Linked DNA regions of Mus musculus: all the other regions are linked to region 1. A link is a contact called in public Hi-C data. All regions are on one chromosome and are shown on one strand. The core of a region is the stretch at or near the end of the contact, and the rest is flanking DNA. Distances in the headings are between cores, read along the strand shown. Region 1 overlaps Runx1t1 (RUNX1 translocation partner 1). Region 2 has its middle 76 kb from the start of Gm46880. Region 3 has its middle 17 kb from the start of Gm46880.

Region 1 (2,749 bases), core at 178-2,677:
TCCTAAAAAAAGGCAAAATAATACACTATTCAGAGCATACATTTTAAATCATTATGAAAATTAGAACAAATAATTGTGGGGCAATGGGCTACGCACAGGACCGGGGTGTGCTGTTCAGAAGGTAGAGATCTCAACTGATTGTTCCCAGTCAGTTACAGATTTAACTCCTGTTCCACAATTTCCCCCACACCCATGGCCTCGCAAATAATTCCCAAATTTCCTTAAGAGTCAGATACTAAGAGCTGAAAAGATGGCTCAGTGGTTAAGAGGACATACTGAGATCAATTCACAGCACCTATGTGCTTGCTCACAATCACTTTTAACTCCAGTTCTAAGAGGTCCAATACCCTCTCTGACATCCTAAGGCTAGTGCACACACACACGGTGCTCTCTCTCTCTCTCTCTCTCTCTCACACACACACACACACACACACACACACACACACGGTACACATACATACACATAAAATTAAAATAAGTAAAAAAAATTAAAGTCAATGAAACTAAACAGTCAAATTACTGTTATTATAATCCCAAACCTAGCTTATTTTCTTCAAAGAAACTTGCTATGGCACCTCTCATGACGCATGCTTGTAATCCCATCACTTGGCAAACGAAGGCAAAGAGAAACAGGAGTTCAAGGACAGCTTGAAATACTAAGCTTGTATCTCAAACAAACAAAAGCAGTTTTCTACCTAGGCCTGGTAGCATACACCAGGAATTTCAGCACTTGAGAGGCAGAGACAGAGGGATTGCTTTAAATCTGAAGCCATTCTGGTCTAAACTCATGAAAGCTACTTAGTAATACCCTGCGTCAAAAAAAAAGAAAAAAAAAAAGCATTTTCATAAAAAGGAGAGTGCAACAAAAACAGGGCATTTTAAAAGCTCAAATAATGTTGATCCTATTTTAGGGATGATGTAATACCATCATCTACAGCCTAGTAAGTATATTTTGCTTCATAATTGAGTCAGCAGTATCAGGCTCTGTGTCTTCTTCTCTACCATTGGTTTAATAACACTGAATAATCCCAGTTCAAGAGAAGTATCCCGAGGGACATGTTGGCGGCAACACCAACACAAATACAACTTACTCCAGACTTTATCTTACTGCAAAAACCATGTCTTTATACTGCTATCCCAGGGCACGCAACCACCAGCTTCAGTAATCCCTTATTTCAGAAAAATAAACAATTTGGGCGGGCTTCAAACTGCTCCTTTGATAAATCTACGGCATGTCTACTCTCCTCAATCAACCTCGGCAAGAGGAGAATAAAGTTTTCCGCTTATGCTGCAGCTGAGGGAAGAGGTACAGCAGCGAACATGGGCTCCCTAAATAAAGGCAAATACTTCTGTCATGCCAAGAAAGGAAGGAGGGAGGGAGGCTTGCCAGAGTCTGCTGGAAGATAACAGTGGGAACTGCTGGTCCATCTGGCTTTCATTCTGCTAACACTCACAGGGAACCAAGAGGGAAGGCAGGCCAGATCCACAGAGCACGTGGCTGAACAGACCGAAAAGGCAAGAGCAGAGGGGGAGGGGGAAATGGGAAGCATGAAAAAAAAACATCAATGAAGCAATAGAAAGAAAGAAAAAGGAGAAACAAGGAAAGAACAAAACAAGGAGAAAGACCCCAAAGGGAGAAACGCTCTCAGAAGCTCCATTTACTAAAGAAGGATCTACCAGCCCGGCCAGTCACCCACCTCAGATGACAAGAATACCTAACTTGAGAAAGTTCACTTAAGTCCTCTGTCCTTTTAAGTACTTACACCAAGAAAAAAAGATACAATATAAAGCCCACCATGGGCTTCTTCTTCAAATGTAAGAGTTAGATTTCTGCTGAAGATAATCTTTGGTATTTCTAGCTCTGTTCAGTTCTAGAAAGATGTTGGACATACTCATAGCTTTAACTGAGAAACATTTTCCACATCAGCCTGGACCACACCTGTAACGTAATGCCTTTACAGAATATCATGATCAAAACAAGTATGAGGGTTTTTTTTTGTGTTAATGTCATCAGTATTTTAAGAGAAAGAACTAGCAATCAATACACGGAAGGAAACCACGAGTTCAAACAGGAATAGACACAGTCTGACCTGATCTATGTGTACATGTGCATATGTAGGATTTCGACATTAGCCAAATTTCTGTGACGGTTGGCTTCTCTGATCAAATGGTTCCAACCCAGAGGCCCTACAAACTACGACAAAGTGGGACCATATGTAAGTCATTCTCTTCTGCTCGACACAATCACCCAGGATAGTGATAGATGAAGAAGTCATCAGCCGGCCTAATCCATGCACACAGAAACGTTCTGCAGCACAGAGATTTAAGATAAATTTGGACAATATGTTTCAAGTATGTGGAGCTCTGTTGCATTTGTTTGGGATTATTTTTTTCCAATGTTTTTGAAATATATATTCTTGAAACTATATAGCAAACAGCACAAGAGCGATGACTTAACCAGAGAAGCACTTCACCCTATTTCAAATTAGAGGACATGCTTAAACCAACATGAGGTTAGAATGTATCACAAGTACCTTTTTTAAGTTAATGAAGATTATACTTTCCTGGTATATCCTTTCTGTTTTTCAGTTGCTAGAAGACAACTTGTGATACTTATTGAAAGAGTGACACAGAAAGGGAGGAAAGAAAAAGACGGATGGAGAAAGGGAAAGAAAAGGCTGAAAAGAAGGTCTGGAAGGTAGGTAAAATAAGGCCTTTACCTCAAATGATTCACGCAGCTTCCAGACAA
Region 2 (2,749 bases), core at 139-2,638, 630 kb after region 1:
GCCTAAAATACAGAGAGCAGAGGTTTGAGGTACTCAGCTTTGAGGTTTGGTAAAGTCTTATTGTGTTGTACAATCCTGTAGTGTTATCAGACAATATTCTAGTTCTATTAATTTTCTTTAAAAATCTCCTCATCACTGTGAGTCAGGGCTAGCCCCCTGTGTACACTAATGAAAAAAAAAAAGCCTTTAACTTAACATGCACGTTACTTCATAGTCTGCTTTATATCACTCTTGCTTTCTTTGAGTCTACAGCAAAGCCTCCTGGGTTGACACTCTGTTCTTTCAGCATCTACCAGAGTGCCTCGAACATAGGAGAGACACTCCATTAATGTTTGTTAAATAAGCATAGGCAATATAGCATATACCCAGAAATGTAATATTTTGGGGAAAATATAGCAATTATTAAATATACCTTTACTCCTTCTAGGAAAGGAACATTTTGTACAAATTAAAGTTTTACCTTTTTCACATACCATTATAACAGTTGCAACTACAAAGTGCAGAAAATGTCATTTCAGTGCCATTACCACCCCACTCTCTGTCATGAGATACCCCTATGAGACACCAGGTTTAACCTAGAATCCAGCAAGAAGGAAGGGGGACCATCACGGATGGTCAGATTTCTCAGAAAAGCTGAAGGGGTCTGTATTCAGTCAACATGCCCACAATAATCTCCAGATACTGTCTGGCAACAAATTTAGAATTTCCAGAGCTGAAATGTTGGTTTGCTTAGCCATAAATATTACTTTGACGAAAGGCAGTCCTGATGCTGCTTCCCACTCTTTCCCTTTGATAAGCGCATGACCATGGTGTGTATTTCCATAGGAACCCAGGACATATGACCTTTCTAGAAACATCCAGAGAGTTAAAGCAATTTATTCAACAATTTATAGCAACATAAAGAGAGTTGCCCAGATTTAATGTAGAAAGCATTTATATGTATATGTTGGGGTGGAGGAGAGAGAGAGAGAGAGAGAGAGAGAGAGAGAGAGAGAGAGAGAGAGAGAGAAAGGAGATTTTTATTCAAATCTCGAGAGTAATCCAACAGCTTTGTGAGAGAAAGAGCTCCTTTTCATGTCAACGAGTTCTGAATTCTCAAGTTTGGGCACAGAGCCCATCCTGTGATATGTTAACTAAAAGAAAAAATGTCTTTTCAGGCATCTGCCTTCCTTTTTCTCCATTTCCATAGCAAGCTGTTTCAAGGTGCTTCATGAAAAGCTTCTCAAATCCAATGTGCTCCAAAAGCCACAAGTTTGATGGCTGATGAAAGAGTCCCAGAGAGTTTTTGCATCTCTTCTTTAGCAAAGATCTTGAAAAGCCAACTGACTGGGAAAGAACACGATTCATCCTGCGCAGACGCTGTTGAGTGTCTCACCGGCACGCTGGCTCTGCATTTACAGCGTTGCCTATTCATCAGCTCTCTGCAAGCTGCACGGACTGTTTGCAGGAGGCAGAGAAAAACTGAGTCATGAGAAATCTCATACTGAACTTTCTTTCATTTATGGAAATTGTGAGTTTAAATGTTACAAATAGTCACACTTCTGCTCACATTACGTGAAAACACATACAGTGTAAGTCCTTTACTATACAGAACTCCCTGGAAATGAGTGATTCTGAACAGCTGAATATTCCAGATGGCTTGAGGCTGTTTAACCCAATAAATCCCAGCTACTTAAAATGTAGCAGATATCTCTGAAACAGACTACACTTTGGTCTGTCTAAAAACTTTTAGGAATCACACTTAGAGATTAGTCAAATTTATAACGCATTTTTTTCATGAGTATACACAATCTTCAATGCACTTAGAACAGTGGTGTTTGCAGATGGACTCAGGAAATAGTGGACTGTGTCGTTTCATTTCTTTGACTCTGTTAATGTTCCTTAAAAAGTCCTTGCTTCTTTAATTTTTATTTCCAATTAACACTGTATTAGAAATAATGGGCAAACCTTGGACCATTTGACTACTTCAAAACAGAAAACAGTCAGGCATCGTGACTGGATGTGCACACTCTATGTTAATGTAAAACAGTGTAAACAGCAGATGCAAAAGGATTGTGAAACAATACTCAGTGCCTACTACATTGGGCACATAAGACATTTCCACAGTGATCCATCAACATCTGTACAGAACTTTTTGTGTGTTTGAATGTCTGTTCCTTCCTCTGAGTCTATTGCAATTGCCTGGACAATTCGGTTGCTTTTTGGGTGATGCCCTGTGCTTATCAGAGTGAGTGACATTCAGTAGATATAAAAGTATATGTTTAAAAATGAAGTGGCCACCTCTTCAGCACTAAGTCTGCCTGCATCTCGCCATGCCCATCTTCATGACAATAATGGACTAAACCTCTGAAACACTAAGCAATCCCTAACTAAGTGTTTTTCTTAGTAAAAGTTGCTGTGGTAGAGGTGCCTTTTCACAGCAATAGAACACACTAAGATAGTCCCCTAAGATTCTACCACTGATGATCAGTTAGATTTTCTGTTTTGACCCAGAAGGTATATTCCTCTGCTCTAACTGTGGCATAGTTAACAAACATGCCATTAGTGTGATTATTTCTTCTATGGACAATTTCAACCTGGTAGATGGAAACAAACCTTTGGAGTGGAAAATGCAGGGTTAAAGCCTGGCTCCCACTTCCATGTAGTCTTGTGACTTAAACACGTGGCAAGGCTTTCCTATCCCAGTAAAGAGACTCATGTCTGCCAATAGAAGACAGGTGAGTTTCATGTGGTAACAGTGGCCGGTGTT
Region 3 (2,749 bases), core at 100-2,599, 570 kb after region 1:
CTTAGATTGACACACTTTTAAAGATAAATCCACAATAAAAAAAGACTCTGTTTATACAAGTAAGTAGCTATCGTTGCTATATCCCTTTTCCAGGTGGGCACATAGAGGTTTGAAGTGATGTAATAAGTTGAAACTGGTCACACAAAGCAACAGATAAGGCTGGGGTTTAAACTCAGCCTCACTGACCTACAGTGTATTGTTAACTGTTATTCCAGCATTCTTCCCCAGATGGTGAGAAGAGTGTACTCATTGCACATTAGCAACTTGTAAGTACTTAGTAAATTAATGATGAGACTGTGACATAATGAGTCTCTTGGCAGTTGCTAGGTGACCACCTGGCATCTCCCTGCCCTCCCATCTCCCTGCCAACTCCAGTCTCATCTTCTGAAACTAGATCATTTTCTTTCCTTGTTTCTTCAGCAGTTTCCTCTTCCTGATTTGTGTGAACAATGGTCACTTGAGATTCTGGAAGAGGGCCCTTCTTTGACTCTTGACTTACATCATTTATTCCATATTAAGTGAGTATGCATATTATAGATGACACTATAAGAGACAGTGAGAAACATAGCTTACATCATGGAGTACTTACACCAATGGAAATACCTCTTTTATATTACTTGTGCTGATAGTTATTCAAAATTAATTTGAAAAGTTAGAGAAAAGGATTTGGATGGTTGAGGTTCAAGGAACTTAAGAAAATGAATCTCACTTCAAATATGTTAAAAGTCCATATAAAAAAGAATTTTCACTGATTGATATTTGACTAAATTAAAACACAGCTGAACTCTTCAGCATGGCTTAAGGGGAAAAAAAAAGTGGAATTAATACAGACGCCAAGGACAAAACTATCTGGTACTGGGTGTCTCCATGTCAGGGAAAGAATGCCAGACTGCTTCCATTAGTCTCACACGCCCTTCCCTCCACCCCTCCTGGAGGAAAACGTCAGCCCGTGGCACTTCCTGGCACAACAGGCAACTATGATATTTCAGTGTGCTTTGACTTTTGATGCTCCTTTAACTCAATGACCACCAGTGCTGACCAGGGCTGCATTAAGCAAGTCTAGCCTGCCCAAGAGAAATTTCTTTCATTCATCAACAGATAAGGAGTTTTGGCAACCCTCTCAGGGGAACAAAAGGAAGAACACACACACACACACACACACACACACACACACACACACAGAGAGAGAGAGAGAGAGAGAGATTGCCCTATAATACAGAAGAGCCCACAGGAAAGGGGCCAGAGAAAGATTGAAGGGAGCTTTAAGGAGTACAGGGTAGACAGGGAGTCGGCTATCAGAATTAAACACGATGAAGTCCAGAGCCCCTCTCAGTCTCTACCTGCTTCTTCTCAGTGTCACCCTGGGCTGAGCACTTGATACAAAACAGATCTCCAGAAGTATTCCAGTAACTCCACAGGACCACCAGGGCAAAAACAAAAACATTCAGGGCTTGACACTTACCAGGGCAACTTGCCAAGCTTATCACATGTGAAAAGATCTGCTAAGAGAGAGGCATCTTGTTCAGAGGCTGGGTGCTAAGTCTCTGAAAACCAAAGGGCATTTTCCTTTCTGAGGAGCAGGCTAGGAGGTCAGGAGTAGCATTTCTCTATGAACTGCCAGAAAAGGCAATTACTGACTTTATTAACATAAAGGTTGGAGGAGAAGCTGAAAGGTGTGCAGTGGGGGGAGGTGGCAGGGGAACGAGAAAAGACCTACTGGGGACACTGGAATGGCCAGTTGCCAGGATAGCTCCCACATTCTTCTGGTCAAGCTCTTCTGCATTCTGGCTTTGAGGGGATTTTGACAGCAGCCGAAAGCTTGTCCCAGGCACATTTTTCTCTCCCTGTAATCTTCATGGGAGTTGCAGCATCTTCTAATGCCTTCTTCACAGACATGATTCCAAGCCTCTTACATGTCTCTTTCCCACGAGGTCACCATAAACTATCCCCCCCCCCAAGGTTTACCATCGTCCTTTTGTAGATAAGAACATTGAGGCTTATCTGTAGGATGTAGCTGGTGCTCAACAAAGCAGGAATTTAAATGTGTGTCTTATGGAATCTTCAGACATGGAAACAAGGCTTCTCAGAGACTCCTAGCTCAGGCTTCTCTGTTGACTAAACAATCATTTTGTCTCCAAGCTTTTCTTGTCCCATGATGCCATCTTATTTGCCTTTAGATTTCCCATTTCTCAGATAAGACTCCCCTCAGTATTGTGCTTCTTAGTTACAGTTACTGTCACTGTGATAAAACACCATGACCAAAAGCAACTTGAGTGAGGAAAGATTTTTGTCTCACTCACTCTTTATTACAGTTTCATGGAAGGCAGGCAGGGCAGGAACCTGGAGGCTGGAAGTGATGTAGAGGCCACAGCAGAGTGCTACTTCCCAGCTAGCTTCTCGTGGCTTGCTCAGCCTGCTCTCTCATAATACCAGACAAAGAGTGAGACCACACACAATGGTCTGTCTCCCCCCACCCCATGTCAATCATTAATTAAGAAAATTCTTTAGAGTGTTTCTACAGCCCAATCACATAGAGGCATTTTCTCAAGTCCCTTCTCTCTTTTCAAAGGACTCAAGTTAGATATGTCAAGTTGAGATAAAACTAGCCAGTGGGTGCATGAAAATTCTAGTAAATGTGGTTCTAAGTTGAAAATGTTACCTTGGGAAGGAGACTATGCTGCAAGAAGAACATGTTTTTTAGGGAGTGGACATTTTAAAAAATGATAGCATAGTGTGTCTGTTGTGAAGT

Evidence for each region. A called contact is a pair of places that touch in the nucleus more often than the background predicts.
Region 2: a contact with region 1 is called in a Hi-C map of cerebral cortex, with 8 times the contacts expected there. The contact joins two enhancer-like sites. A contact is called at or near these places in 1 of 484 Hi-C or Micro-C datasets (cerebral cortex) and 1 of 115 datasets of contacts at active chromatin or transcription factors (fibro-adipogenic progenitors).
Region 3: a Hi-C map of uterus shows a contact between it and region 1, with 4 times the contacts expected there. The contact joins two enhancer-like sites. A contact is called at or near these places in 2 of 484 Hi-C or Micro-C datasets (cerebellum and uterus).

The regions. Positions count from the first base shown.
Region 1 is chr4:13,831,794-13,834,542 of GRCm38.p6, reverse strand. All of the region lies in intron 1 of Runx1t1 (RUNX1 translocation partner 1), which reads right to left. Among named protein-coding and RNA genes, the nearest start is that of Runx1t1, 48 kb to the right of the region's middle. Within about 2 kb of position 1,427, at least 75 of the 459 cell types and tissues checked have an H3K27ac peak or open chromatin away from gene starts, as enhancers often do. A contact at or near this core is called in cerebral cortex and uterus, where this site is marked.
Region 2 is chr4:13,205,725-13,208,473 of GRCm38.p6, reverse strand. No RefSeq gene overlaps it. Among named protein-coding and RNA genes, the nearest start is that of Gm46880, 76 kb to the left of the region's middle. Within about 2 kb of position 1,388, at least 59 of the 459 cell types and tissues checked have an H3K27ac peak or open chromatin away from gene starts, as enhancers often do. A contact at or near this core is called in cerebral cortex, where this site is marked.
Region 3 is chr4:13,264,176-13,266,924 of GRCm38.p6, reverse strand. No RefSeq gene overlaps it. Among named protein-coding and RNA genes, the nearest start is that of Gm46880, 17 kb to the left of the region's middle. Within about 2 kb of position 1,349, at least 37 of the 459 cell types and tissues checked have an H3K27ac peak or open chromatin away from gene starts, as enhancers often do. A contact at or near this core is called in uterus, where this site is marked.